3 separate regions of the Mus musculus genome follow, and all the other regions are linked to region 1. A link is a contact called in public ChIA-PET data. All regions are on one chromosome and are shown on one strand. Each heading gives the region's core, a stretch centred on a gene start, on an enhancer-like site or on the middle of the called end of the contact. The rest is flanking DNA. Distances are from core to core; before and after follow the strand shown. Region 1 overlaps Dlst (dihydrolipoamide S-succinyltransferase (E2 component of 2-oxo-glutarate complex)). Region 2 has its middle 24 kb from the start of Syndig1l. Region 3 has its middle 7.0 kb from the start of Gm38543.

Region 1 (4,413 bases), core at 950-3,449:
ATGTGAACTGTTGGCAAAAAAAAACAAAAACAAAAACAAAAACAAAACCAACCCAGATCTTTTCTGTTTCTTGCATTTTCTTGACAGTGCCATGATCCAAACTGCTAAAACCATTTGGAATGAGTTTCTATGTAACACTACTTAGCATTTTCATGTTGTTTTGTTTTAAATTGAGACAGGCTCTCATTCTGAACTTTATGCAGCTAAGGTGAACCCTGAATTGTTGGTCCTGTTGCCTCCACCTCTCAAGTACCAGGATGACAGATGACACACTCTCCCTGGCTTACATGCTTGTCATTCAAACTCCGAAAGCAAACAACACTCCCTTCTCCACTTCATACTCATTTTTATCTTTTTGATGCTTTTTTTTCTTCTAGATTTTATTTAGTGTTCACCAAAATGAGATAGCAAGATCCAAAGAGCTTTTTTGCTTGTTTGTTTTTTTCGAGACAGGGTTTCTCTGTGTAGCCCTGGCTGTCCTGGAACTCACTTTGTAGACCAGGCTGGCCTCAAACTCAGAAATCCGCCTGCCTCTGCCTCCCGAGTGCTGGGATTAAAGGCATGCGCCACCACGCCCGGCAAGATCCAAAGAGCTTTTACACTCATCTCCATAACTCCTTAAATTTCACTTTAGTAATCTGCATATGATAAACACTTAAAATACTTGTTAAATAAAACTATTTTCTCTTTCCCAAAATGCTGATACTTAGATATATCAAAATCTTGAAAAAAACAAGGAAATCAACCATTAGGCCATTACAGGAATGGGTATAGTGAACTGGGGGTTTTTACATTTTAGAGTTTAACTGTTAGGGCTAGGGAAGACATCCTCGTTCCCAGGTAAGCATGAAGACCTGAGTTTGAACTCCAAAATCCATATAAAACCAACCAAGCAAACAAACCATCCTGGGTTTGGTGGCACACATGAAATCTCAGAGTTATAGACGTAGGAGACGCGCAGATCCCTGGGGCTCACTGGCTAGTCAGCTTGGCCTATTAACAAACTCGAGGCCAGTAGAAACCTGCCTTAATAAACAAGGTGGATGACTCCCAGGAACAACAACTGAAATTGATCTTTGGCTTTTATATGCATGTATGCACACCTACACACTCCCACACGTACATATGTATGTGCTTGCTTGCACAGACACAGACAGACACACACACACACACACAGAGGAACTTAATTTAGTTCCAATTCCATAATCCAAACAGGGTAGAGTAAGAGGTGGCAGGTTTCTGTCCTTTTGCCTGCTAGATTCTGAGTTGCTTGGGAACTATACAAGAAACAATCACTGTCAGAAAGAAGGAGAGTGTGGTGTCCTTTTAGGCACATTGTGAAGGGTTCCCATTCCAAGGGGTAGCAAGAAGTGGGCCATTACTAGCAGCAGGACATGGCAGCACCATCACCATCATCCTCAGCTACAGAGAGTTCAAGCCCAGCTCAGGCAACATGAGACACTGTCTCAAAACCCACCCACCAACCAACCAACCAGCTTGGGCATAATGGCACACACTTTTAACCCTAGTACTTGGGAGGCACAAGCAGGCAAATCTCTGTGAGTTCAAGGCCAGTCTGGTCTACATAGTGAGTTCTAGGCCAGCTAGGACTATATATTTGAGACCCTGTCTCAAAAACCAAACAGGGACTGGAGCAGTTATGAGAACCCAAATGTGGGCTTGTACTCATGTCAGTGAGCCCCCAAGACCTGTAACTCCAGTTCTAAGGGATCCCTCTTCTGCCCTCTGTTGGCACCCCTGCTCCAAATTCACACATATACATAAGTAAAAGTAAATATAAAAGCCTAAACAAAAATGATTACCCTAGGATAATTTATCAGAGACCATAATAGTTCAGGCATGAAAGTCCAAAAAACTAAGCTTTTTACATTGCAGTAAAGCTCACTATTTTCTTACACGCTTTCTAATTCATTCCATAGTATTAGAGAAGTAAACTAGCAAATTAAGCCAGTGGGTCATGCTGTATAAGTCAGCAAGGAGCTAAGCAGAGAAATAAATACCTCTCCCAGGTCAAGCTAGTTTTGGAAGCAGCACTGATAAGGGCTACAGCAAGTTCCCGCGTTCTACTTCTAGAAACACAGATGTGGGGACTAGAGGGACTAGAGATCCCACCTCATGTCAACCTCATTGAAAGTCGTCAGCATTGCACACGTGTTCTGGGCTTCCTTCAGACGCTGGGCGATGCGCTGCCGCATCCTGTTCATTTTCTCCTGAAAGGGAAGTGGAACGAGTTGACCATGAGACCATCCCTAGTCAGTGAGAGGACTCAGCCTGTCAGCGATGGATGACAAGCACCAGAGACCCTCCCGCCTCTACCTCCTAAAGTACTGGGATTCATGGCATGTGCCACAGTGCTGGGCTCAATCACTACAGTTAAAGCTAGAGGCTTTCCCTTTCTGGAGTAGCCCCAGCAAAAACACAGACTCAGAGACCAAGGTTTTCACTCAGCTATACCTGAAATTTGACCAAGAACAGAAGCTCAGGAAATAGTGTGATTTAAAAACCAAAACCAATTTACAAAAGGAAGACTGTGGTGTAGATCCAGCCAGCTTAAGAGTCATTTCAGAAAGGGCGACTTCTCTTGATAAAGACTGGCGTGAGAATAACTACTTGGGGAACGGAAACTCTAAAGCAAGCTTTTGAAGCTATGGTATTTTTAGGAAGCATTCTCAGGCAAAGAACCCACACTCTTGACCATACTTCCTTGAGGGTTCTGTCTCCTCTGACAGAGTACTGCTACAGTGCAACAATCTGGCCCCACTGGCTCCCCAGCTGCGGCGAAATATCCCGGAAGTATAGAGAGAGAGAGCGCTCAGCAGACTACTGCTGTGACTACCGCTGTGACATGCGTGTCACTGTGGGGAGAGGGGCTGTGCGTCTATTCTCTGCAGACATTTTACTCAGTGGAAGCATTTCACCAACAGCACAATACAGTAGAAACCCCAACATTCGGGAGACACTGAGTTCTAGTTATTCCCTCTGACAGTCACGAGACCATGAACAAGTAACTTTCTCCCCCTTCTCAAGGCCAAGGCAAAGAGGTGCCAGCCCTTTCTAACGGTGACCACACTCCATTACTCTCCACAGCGACTCTCTGCCACTTCCCTGGAAGTTGTCGGAGGCTTACCCGATGTTCTGAACGCAGACCTTTAGCAGCTCCTGCCTCAGCCAGTGGAGGGGCAGCAGTGGGTTTTATTGCAGACACTGAAAATGAAGAGAGTGCACAGCTACATCGGACACGGACAGCAATACTTTCTGCACCGTATTAACCCTTTACCCTCAAGATACTAAAGTTTATCAGCATCATTCCAAACTCGCAGATGAACAATCTAGTCATAGAAGTAATTAAACTAGTGTCATATGGTTAGCAAATAAATAGAAGGCTGGTTTGCAAACCCAGTTCTTCAGCAAACTTGGTGTATTCAGAGCCATGGCATCAGACTGTAACTGTGAGGGACACGAAGTCCCTTCTCCCTGGGAGTCAGAGACTGTAAGGATTAATCTTGACTGTCAATTTGACAGGACTTAGAACCACTGGGAAGATAAAAGCCTGGCCATGTCTATAACAGTTTTTCCAGAGAAACTGAATTCTTGCTCTCAGAGTGGAGAGACTTACTGTGAATACAGGCAGCACTGTAATGTGGGCTGGGGTCTGGAAGTGAGTAGCGTTTAGCTAACAAAGTGAATGGAGCAGCAGACAAACTTTCTTGGCTGCAATGGCCACGTGACCATCTGCCGTGCACTGAAACCACACCTTCCCTGACATAAAGGACTCTTCATCCTCAAAACAAGCTAAAATAAATCTAAGTAGCTCTCCGTGAAGTATTCTGTTACAGGGTCTTACCTGGTTTGCTAGAAGGAGGCTGTGAGGGTGAGGGCACTGGTGGCATCTGAGTGAGCACAGGTGCTGCGGGGGGAGGAGGGGCCGCCGGTGCTGCGGGCTCTGCTTTGTGGGCTGGAGCAGGAGTTTCAGCTGGTTTGGCCTTAGCAGGAGCAGCTGCACAGAGAGAGAGAGAGAGAGAGAGAGAGAGAGAATGCCATTGGCACCACTCCATGGAAGGCAATTAACCACAGCTACTAAAGAGGATTCAGAGAGAAAGGTCTATTTCCAGCCTCAAACAAATGTCTCCTAGGTCCTTGCTATAGGCAAAGCATCAAGTGATACACAGTGACACGAGCCACTACTCTCTAGTCTCAGGTCTCCCTAAACGTCCTGCTGGCTCGATTCAGATGCCTTCCTGATTTCACAAATATTAACTAACATCTACAGACTTTCAAATTCAGCAAATACTTTCAAAGCACATACTAAGCCCAAGGAAATAAAACTTAAGCCAATGATTCTCAGCCTTTCTAATGCTGTGACCCTTTAATACAGTTCCTTATGTGGTAGTA
Region 2 (4,413 bases), core at 553-3,052, 450 kb after region 1:
GTGCACTCTACACGGCTGCCTGGAGCTCCCAGGAGATAGACATAGGCAGGGTAAGGCGTGCCAGTGGTCCCATTGCTCAGCTGTCCATTTTGGGATCCCCCACATCTTCTGTTCCCAGAGCTGTTTCGGGGAAGTGTGGAGAGGAAGTCACCCATGCCTCAGGTTCCAGCCTCAGTGCTAAATTCCTGATATCCTCTCTGTCCTCGGCCTTTAGCAGAGGAACTGGCCTGGCCTCAAAGTCACTGTGTCTAGAAGGTACTGGGGAAGTATGCCACACATATCCTACCCGCTATGGGCATCCATATATATGACAGGGCTCTGGGCACAACCTTAGATGAGAAATTAGCATGTGGGGATTATTTGTGGAAGGGAGTTGGCCGGTCTGGGAATAGGGAGAGGCCAGGCTGCCAGGCAGTCCAGATAAACAGTCTGACCAATCCAGGGTAGAACCAGAGTGCTCTTCAGGGTTGACACAAGATAGGGCACTGAGCCAGGGTGGGTGAATAGCTTTGATGTCTTGCCCCTTGGGTTGGAGACTAGGTGTATTGCCCCTAGTTCCTGGGGTCCCCAGTAGGACCTCTTTCTACCTTTCACTGAAGCAGTTCATTGGTAACCAGTGGCCCTCACTAGCTGCTTCCCTCTTTCCCATTGCCCTTCTGCACTGGCTGAAATGGCTCCCCATTGGATGTTTCTCAGGGTTAGCTTCGAAGAAACCCAAACCCTCACACACACATGCACATTCATATCCATGTGTGCACATATTTGCATATATACACTCCTACAAACAGGCCCAGCTGTGCACCATGCAGACTGCATGCAGCACGTGAATACTCAAGAGACCAAGAAGGATGCTGAGGACTCTCACCCAGCTCCACGCCCCCCCCCCATTCCTTCTCTAGGCTGGCTCAAGACCCCAGGCCTAACTAGGCAGGCTGCCTCACAGCCCAGACAACATCTACTCCCTTCCCTGTCTTTCAGTATGCTTGTGGGCCTTGAGAAGAAGGAAATAGAGACAAATGGCTTCCAGTATCCTCCATCCCTTGTTTCCTCCTTTCCTTTCTCTCTTCCCTTCTTTCTCTTTTTTCTTTTTCTCCAACCCCTGCCCTTTTTGAGGGGTTTCAAGACCCTGGCTATTCTAGAACTCAACTCTGCAGACCAGGCTGGCCTCTGCCTCCCGGTACTGGGATTAAAGGCTTAAAGGCAAACACTACCAAGCTCTCTTCCCTTCTTTCTTAAGATGGAGTCTCAGTCTGTCTCTCAGGCTGCCTCATATAGACATACACCACTCTTACTAGTTTGATTTGCTGCTTCTAACTCTAGTCTTCCCCGCCCCACCCCCACCCCATCCTCCACACAGCCTTCTCCCTTCCATCCCTACCCTCAGATACAAATTCAGGGTCTACCAAAGATGATGGGGTGAGAAATGGCTCTGGGGGCTTCCTCCTCCTGGGAAGGGCCTGTTGTGTGGAGCCTGGGCTTGTCCTAGAGTCCTTGGAGCACAGGCAACCACTCTCCCCCACTCTGGATGAGTCCTGCCTCTGGCATGCCTGGGGCACTTCAGTCCTCCTGCTTCTCAGCCCTGCTTGCGCCTCCTGCCCGAGGCCCAGGGCTGTCGGCTGGTTCCTCTGACTGGCAGAGAGACTGGGGGGCTGGGGCTGGGGCAGTCCCCTGGGTAAAGGTGCCTGTGATGAGCTGCAGTGCCGGCACATCTGTGCAAATATTACCAATTATTTTCCTCACTATAAACACCCAGCAGGAAGGCAGGGAAGCAACCAACCCAAACTGTTTAAAATAGAAACCGAAATTGCTGCACAGGGAAGTCTGGCGGCTAGCACCACCACCACCACCATCACACACACCAAGAGTTCAGGGTCCCCCTCACTGCCCCCACTGCCCCTCGACCTTCTAACTCCATGACAAGGTTTGCTTTCTGAGATGAAGATAAGAAACAGAAACATCCTTGCTTAGTGTATGAGGTATGTGGCAGAGGGGGACAGTCGTGCTGGGAGGGGAAGTGGAGCTGAGGCCACCTGGCCTGGGGTTTGGCAGCTGGTAAGTAAGCTCCTTTCTTAGTAAAGCCAAGGGGTCCTGTGAGGAAAGGCACGAGGAGTGCCCTGGTGAGAAAGCCATTTTCCTACCGCCCCAGGGCAGGCAAGAGGGTGGGAGACTGGCCAAGTAAGGACAACAGCCTGTCTCCATTCTAAGAAAAGGCCTTTTTCTGACGACTAGGAACCAGTTCCAAGGCTCAGCAGCCGTTCTGACCTGCCCTCCCCATAAGCAGGCCGATGGGACACCGAGTCTTCATATAGTCACACAGATTGTCAAAATGGTGACATGATTTCATACCAGTGAATAAGGAGGCTCTGTCCTTTCAAATACTTCACTTTCTGTTGCCCTGGCCATGGGCCCAGGACCCCAAATCTCTTCTTACCCTAGAACATAAAAGTTAGCCATTTTCGAAAAAAAAAAAAAAGTTAGCAGTTATGAGGAGAGGGGGATGGGGAAGAAGGATTGTGGGAGGTGTGGCTGGGATGGAGTGGGGCAAAACAACTGGACAAACAAACAAAAACAGAGTTAGCAGATAGCCACTAGCTCCCATATCCAAATGCTTACATAGGTCTGTGCCTGGACTGCCCTGATGGCTAAATATCCATCTGTCCCTGGCCATGAAGGCTTCATGGCTGTATCTGTGCTCACAGCCTCTCCCTCCCTAAAGCAGCTCCCCCAGGACGGAGCTGTAGGAAACCCACCATCTTCACAACCAAATATTCTTGCTGCTTTTTAATGATCTCAGCCCAGGTCACAAACTGACCAGGCCCGAACCCCACTCTAAAGAAGAACTGCAACAAGACAGTATTCAAGTCTTTCAGGGCATGAATCCCTGGGACGCTGCGAAGGAAGGAACTGTAAGTGATCATGCCACAGATGACCGGGCTGCGGAAGGAACGATGGAAACCCTGAAAGGATGGGTTACCCAGTGTCACACAGCAGGTTATGAGCTAACCTCTGGCCTCGCTACCCAGGCCCTGGCACTGCTGATCTGGGCTGGTGGAATCAGCCTTTCTGGAGGCAAAGAAAACCCAGGACCACCTGCTGCCACCCTCCTGAACATTAACAGACTCAGCCTTAGCTCCTATGTATCTCCTGGTTCAAAGGCTCCCCCCCACATCCCCTCTGTAGGGCTGACACCCTGGTCCTTGCTATTTTTGGTGGGTGAAAGGGTGATAACCTTGCTTCATCCTGTCCCCAGGGGCTCTCACATCTTCTCCTGCACAAGGGGAGGAACCACTCTGGGCAGAGGAGTCCCCACAGGGAGACTCGGATGTTCGGAACAAAAATAAAAGGTGTTCATGCAACTCATTTGAATTTCCAACATTCCAGCCTCTGTCCCTGGAACTAACCCTGCATGCTCTGAAAGGCATAGCTGGCTTCAGAGCCAGTTCCAGCTCTGCAAGGAAATGGCAGAAACTCCCAGAGAGCAGGTCTCCTCAGAAGCATCCCAGAAGATAAGGTGACATGGGTACATTCGCATCACAGTGAAGTGGGGGCAGACACATAGATTGACATGGCATCTCAAGTACACAAAGGGCCTTTAAAAAACAAACTACCACAGAGAGGGCTTTTCCTGTTCCCATCTTACAGACAGGGAGACTGAGGCTACAGAAGCCTGTATCATAGGAAATGGACACACAGGCCCCGGGAGCATATGACTGCTGCCACCCACAGGTTACATCCGTCCCATATGAAGCCACTTTCTTTTTTTAAAAAATATTTATTTATTTATTATTATATCTAAGTACACTGTAGCTATCTTCAAACACACCAGAAGAGGGTGTCAGATCTCATTATGGATGGTTGTGAGCCATCATGTGGTTGCTGGGATTTGAACTCAGGACCTTCAGAAGAGCAGTGCTCTTAACCACTGAGCCATCTCTCCAACCCCCATGAAGCCACTTTCTAGACACTTCTCCCAGTCCTGTACCTAAATACTTCTACTCAGAGGTGGACAGGGACACAGAATAATGGCAGCCTGAGGATCACAGCTTCCTGAAGACAAAGTCCTCCGTTCAAGTCGCATCCCCTTTGGGCAAGCTGTTTCTCAGCATTTTCCCATCTGCAAAACTGAGGGACGTGGTGGTGCTTGTGAGCGCAAGGATGGCTGTGTGCAGTACACCAATGAATATTTCTATAGCTTCTTCAGCAGCACCAAGCTCTGAGCTGGGTGGCAGACTCACCTGTAATCCCTGCACCCTGGAGGCTAAAACGGGAGGGTTGCTACGAGTTGGAGGCCAGGCTGTCTATGCATGAGTTCCAGGGCAATCTGGGTTGCAAACTGAGAATATTCGTCAAAGTAAAATAAGATAAGGGGTGGGGGGAGGTTAGTAAATAACTGTATGAAATTTCTTAACTTTT
Region 3 (4,413 bases), core at 1,215-3,714, 320 kb before region 1:
GGGAGAACTTCAAACACCTAAGCAGTGTATTTGTGGTTTGCTTGTGCTATCCGATTCTGGGGTTGACACATGTTGCTTTTAGTTCATGGCTACAGTTTCCAATCCTCTGGGCTCTTACGTTATGGTTTCTGGTTTCGCTGTGGTCACACACATCTCTCCGCTGTTCTAGTGGAACAGTGAGCTGCAGGGATACCCCCACAGACAGACCAAGGAGGATGGGCACAACTCTATGTCATTTTGTTGATTCTGCCCACCTCATGGGTTGAGAAACCAAGGCTTACTACAAGTAAAATATATGAATTAGGGTCACATGGGTAGGAAGGTGCAGAGCCTGGCTTCTCATGTGACTGCTACAACAGGGGCTCCTTTGCCAAATTATGCAGTACCATATATACCACACACTTTCTTCTTTCTACACCCTCTTTGAGCTCTGATTTGCCCCCTTCCTGCTACATCCCTACCTCCGATATTATTTGTGCTCTTCCCATCTGTTGCACACATGTGGGTATGGGCATGACAATACACACACACACACACACACACACACACACACACACACACAATTTCACTGTTTTGGTGCTCCAATCTAGAATAGTCAGTCCAACATCCTTATGAAAAAAGAGATTATTTTTTTGAAGCATGGTCTCAAGTGCCCCCAGGCTGATCTCAAACTTACCAAGTAGCTAACAGTGTCCTTGAATTCCTGACTCTCTTGCTCCACCTCCTAAGTTCTGGAACTAAAGTCTTGTGGCACTATGTCTGGAAAAACCACTCTGGATTTTGTCTGGACCACTGACCTTGGTTCTTATTGGTCAGCATCTTGTACTGTGGGCTTTACTGACTGTATAGACTGCCTTCTAACTAAGCAACAAGCCTTAGGAGTCAAGGCTACTCTGCATTCCTCTTTGTGTCCCTCTAGCCTCAGCCTAGAATCAGGCACACAGTAGGTGCTAATTAAAAGTCTGATTAGGGCAGGAGAGAAGGCTCAGCAGTCAAGAGCACTTGCTTTAGGGTTAGGGCTAGGATTAGGGCAAGAGTTAGGGTTAGGATTAGGGTAAGGGTTAGGCATAGGTGTAAGGTTAGGGTTAGAGTTAAAGTCAGGGTTAGGGTTTGCTGTTCTTGCGGAGGACTCAAGTTCAATTCCCAGAACTTATATAGAGCAGCTCACACCTTGCTGTAATTCCAGCTCCAGTGGATCTTATGCCCTCCTTCAGCCTCTAAGATCACTCCATGATTGTAGTGCTCATACGCATATATGAATATATATGCATATATGAATAGTCAGATGCATATACATGCACATGACAGATGCACATAAGAATTTATATAAACAACTTCAAGAGATATATGCCAAACATGTACTCTACACAGGCTGTTTTCGGCAAGCAGGACTCATTCTTAGCCCAGGTACCCTGTCTTGGAACCCTTTTGGAAATGCCTTCTCGATAAATAGGTGATCCATGAGAATTTAATGAATGGAAGAATGAGCCACCACCTCGGTCATTTGAGAGTTTGGTGCTCTAGTCTCTTTCATTGCTGTGACAGCGCACTCTGACAGCAAGCATCTTGTTGAAGAAAAGGTTTCTTTCATTGAACACTTCCAGGCCATCACTGAGGCAACTCCAGTCGGGAACCTGGAGGCAAGATCCAAAGAGAAATGTGGCTTGCCTGTTGAATCATACCTGACAGCTTCATTTTACAGCCCAGGAACACATACATGGACAGGAAGTGGCATTGTTCACAGTGAGCTGGATCCTCTGGAAATCAATCAACAATCAAGAGAGGTCTCCTTTCCCCCCCCCCCCCCTCCACCGCCCAGACAGCCCCAGATTTAGCCAATCTGATTTAGCCAATTCTTCGATGATTGAGGTTCTCCTGTCTGATGACTCTAGCTGGGTCAAGCTGACAGTTAAAGCTAAGTAGGACAGTTGGGCAAATTATAACAGCACCTCCAAGATGCCTCTGTTCCCTCATGCATACAGCAGAAGTGCTTCTTAGAGAGGTTGTGCTAGAACTCACAACAGTCCCTGAAATGGGATAGGTACCGCAACTACCACTGTCCCCATCAGTACATTGTAAACCTTCGTGGGAAATGATCCCAGCATCTCAGAAACGGAGAGGAGATGGCCACAAGTCTGATGGGCGTAGTGAGGTGGAAAATTGCTGCCTGAGCGGATGAAAACATCGACGGCCCCCCTCCCCCGCCCCGCCTCCACCCTTCCTCCTACTGCTATTTGCTGGGGTTTAGGTTTTGTTTTGTACTTGCTTGTGGCCAACTTGGAACCCCCATGGTGTCTCCCTTTGGAACCCTAAGAACAGTTGCTGCAGGGGCCCCGCTTTTCCTTTCTTTATTAAGAAAAGGAAACAGGAAATTGAATGTAAAAACCCTCCAACTGTTAGAGTCACACAGAAGTTGTGAATGTAACCACACCCCCGCCAGGAAATGAAAGTACAGTTGTCACCGTGATGTTCCTTGCCTTTCGTCGCCCACTTGGTGTTTTTCAGATTTGAGTTAGATAGTGGAGATGAAAGGGCTGAACTTTGGGCAGGAGGGCTATCACTGGGCCATTGCGGACTGGAGCACTGATTTGATATGCTATAAAAAGAGAAGTATCAACACAGTTCTTTCAGATGTCACCTACTGGAGGGAAGAGGGGACATGGCAGATTCTGACCTGTTAATATGTGTGTTTGTTTTGGCCCATGTAGCATGTTTTTAAATCCCTCGGCGTTTAAAAACAGAGGCTGTAAGCACGTTCATGCAAAGACTTGGAGTCCGGATTCACGCATGGGCCTTGTGGGGGGAAAAGCAGCTGCCCAGCAGCGATGTGGGGGCGGGGCGGGGCTAATGCAGGGATCTATTCCTTTGTGCTATCTGCCTGAAGTCAAGGGGTGTTTGCAATTTCAGGCTTTTATCACGTGTGAGGGAAAGGCAGACACAAAGCTGCTATTCCCCAGGACAGAGATGGAAGCCTTTGACACCCCAAGTCTGTATACTCCATCCTTGGTTTTGGCTTATCCAATGTGGTTCCTCTGATTCTAAGTGATTGGTCTGCTACCCTAAAGACAACTATGTATTTTCCTAGCCTGAGCATAATGAAAACTATGGCATTTTCTTTGTTGTTGTTGTTTAAATTTGATCTATCTATCTATCTATCTATCTATCTATCTATCTATCTATCTATTGTGTGTGTGTATGTGTGTGTATGCATGTGAAGGTCAGAGGACAACAATAATTGGTTCTTTCCTTACACTATGTAAGTCCTAGGAATAAACTCTGGATGTCAGGCTTGGTGACAGTGAGCCATGTTGCTGGCCCTTGTTCGGTTCCTTACATTTTTCTAGATTCTTTTATTTTATGTGTATGAGCGTTTAGCCTGCATGTACATACACACCCACACACATGTACACACATACACCCCACATGTGTGCTTCATGCCTACAGTTGTCAGAAAAAGACTTTGAATCTCCTGGAGGTAGAGCTACAGATCAGTGTGAATCTCCATGTGATGTGGGTGATGGATATTGAAACTGGGTCTTCTGCAAGAAGGACAAACGCTCTTAACCACCAAGCCATCTCTCCAGGGACTCATTTGGTTATGTTGATATAACAGTCATGCTATGTAGCCCAGGTTGACCTTGAATTCTTCACCCTCTTGGGTGCTGGGATTATGGGTATTTGTCACCATGTTTGGCTGTATTAGACCTCTTGCTTTGTCATCTAACACTCATTCCTGCTTCTTCTGCAACTGGACTCCAGTTATCTTTCAGGCAATCACCCACTTTTGTCTTAGTCTCTGCAGTACATCAAGGTGACTATATGGCCTGCCTCCCCAGTAGATATACAACAAAGGTATGACCAATCAGATCCTTGCTCAATTTTCCAACCATAGTGATTGGTTCAGATATGGGCACATGACCGTGGTGAGTCCTACTGATACCTTGCGTGGAGAGAAGAGGTTCTTACCCTAGCCTAGAATAGAGGAGGCAGTGATGTTCTTACACTAGCCTAGAACCTGGAGCATGGAGCCTTAGAGTTGCCATGGGTCACCTAACAGGAGGAGGCTGAGAGTTACTCCAGCTTGCCAAGGAGATTTGCTGAGAGAGAAGGACAGGCCCTGGATCTCCTTGAAGCAGCCAGGCCTGGACAATTCAGTTCTATGAGGGGCTTCTTAGAGAAACTAGGCTGACCCTTTCTTTGTAAGTCTCCTACCTGAAGTCACCCTGGGAAGCAAACGTGGCGGAAGCAGGAGACAGGACACTTGGGTACTCCCCGACGACCCATTTAATTTCAACCAAGGCCTCCGGAGAGCAAAAAGACCTCTATGTTCTTTTTCCTTTCTTTTTTAATTATATAATTCATTCCTATTTTAATTGCAATAATAAAAAAAAAATAAAATCACACAAACAAAAA

Evidence for each region. ChIA-PET counts read pairs in DNA pulled down with a chosen protein or histone mark.
Region 2: a contact with region 1 is called in an RNA polymerase II ChIA-PET map of memory CD8 T cells, with 8 read pairs. The contact joins two enhancer-like sites. A contact is called at or near these places in 1 of 39 promoter capture datasets (pre-B cells), 1 of 484 Hi-C or Micro-C datasets (embryonic stem cells) and 1 of 115 datasets of contacts at active chromatin or transcription factors (memory CD8 T cells).
Region 3: a contact with region 1 is called in an RNA polymerase II ChIA-PET map of memory CD8 T cells, with 14 read pairs. The contact joins two enhancer-like sites. A contact is called at or near these places in 2 of 115 datasets of contacts at active chromatin or transcription factors (memory CD8 T cells and microglia) and 2 of 9 other capture datasets (embryonic tail and pancreatic islet).

The regions. Positions count from the first base shown.
Region 1 is chr12:85,121,592-85,126,004 of GRCm38.p6, reverse strand. It overlaps Dlst (dihydrolipoamide S-succinyltransferase (E2 component of 2-oxo-glutarate complex)), which reads right to left. Exons shown (of 15, transcript NM_030225.4): 8 at 3,866-4,018; 9 at 3,149-3,225; 10 at 2,134-2,231. Among named protein-coding and RNA genes, the nearest start is that of Dlst, 13 kb to the right of the region's middle. Within about 2 kb of position 2,199, at least 91 of the 459 cell types and tissues checked have an H3K27ac peak or open chromatin away from gene starts, as enhancers often do. A contact at or near this core is called in memory CD8 T cells and microglia, where this site is marked.
Region 2 is chr12:84,672,595-84,677,007 of GRCm38.p6, reverse strand. No RefSeq gene overlaps it. Among named protein-coding and RNA genes, the nearest start is that of Syndig1l, 24 kb to the left of the region's middle. Within about 2 kb of position 1,802, at least 80 of the 459 cell types and tissues checked have an H3K27ac peak or open chromatin away from gene starts, as enhancers often do. A contact at or near this core is called in memory CD8 T cells, where this site is marked.
Region 3 is chr12:85,442,857-85,447,269 of GRCm38.p6, reverse strand. No RefSeq gene overlaps it. Among named protein-coding and RNA genes, the nearest start is that of Gm38543, 7.0 kb to the left of the region's middle. Within about 2 kb of position 2,464, at least 75 of the 459 cell types and tissues checked have an H3K27ac peak or open chromatin away from gene starts, as enhancers often do. A contact at or near this core is called in memory CD8 T cells and microglia, where this site is marked.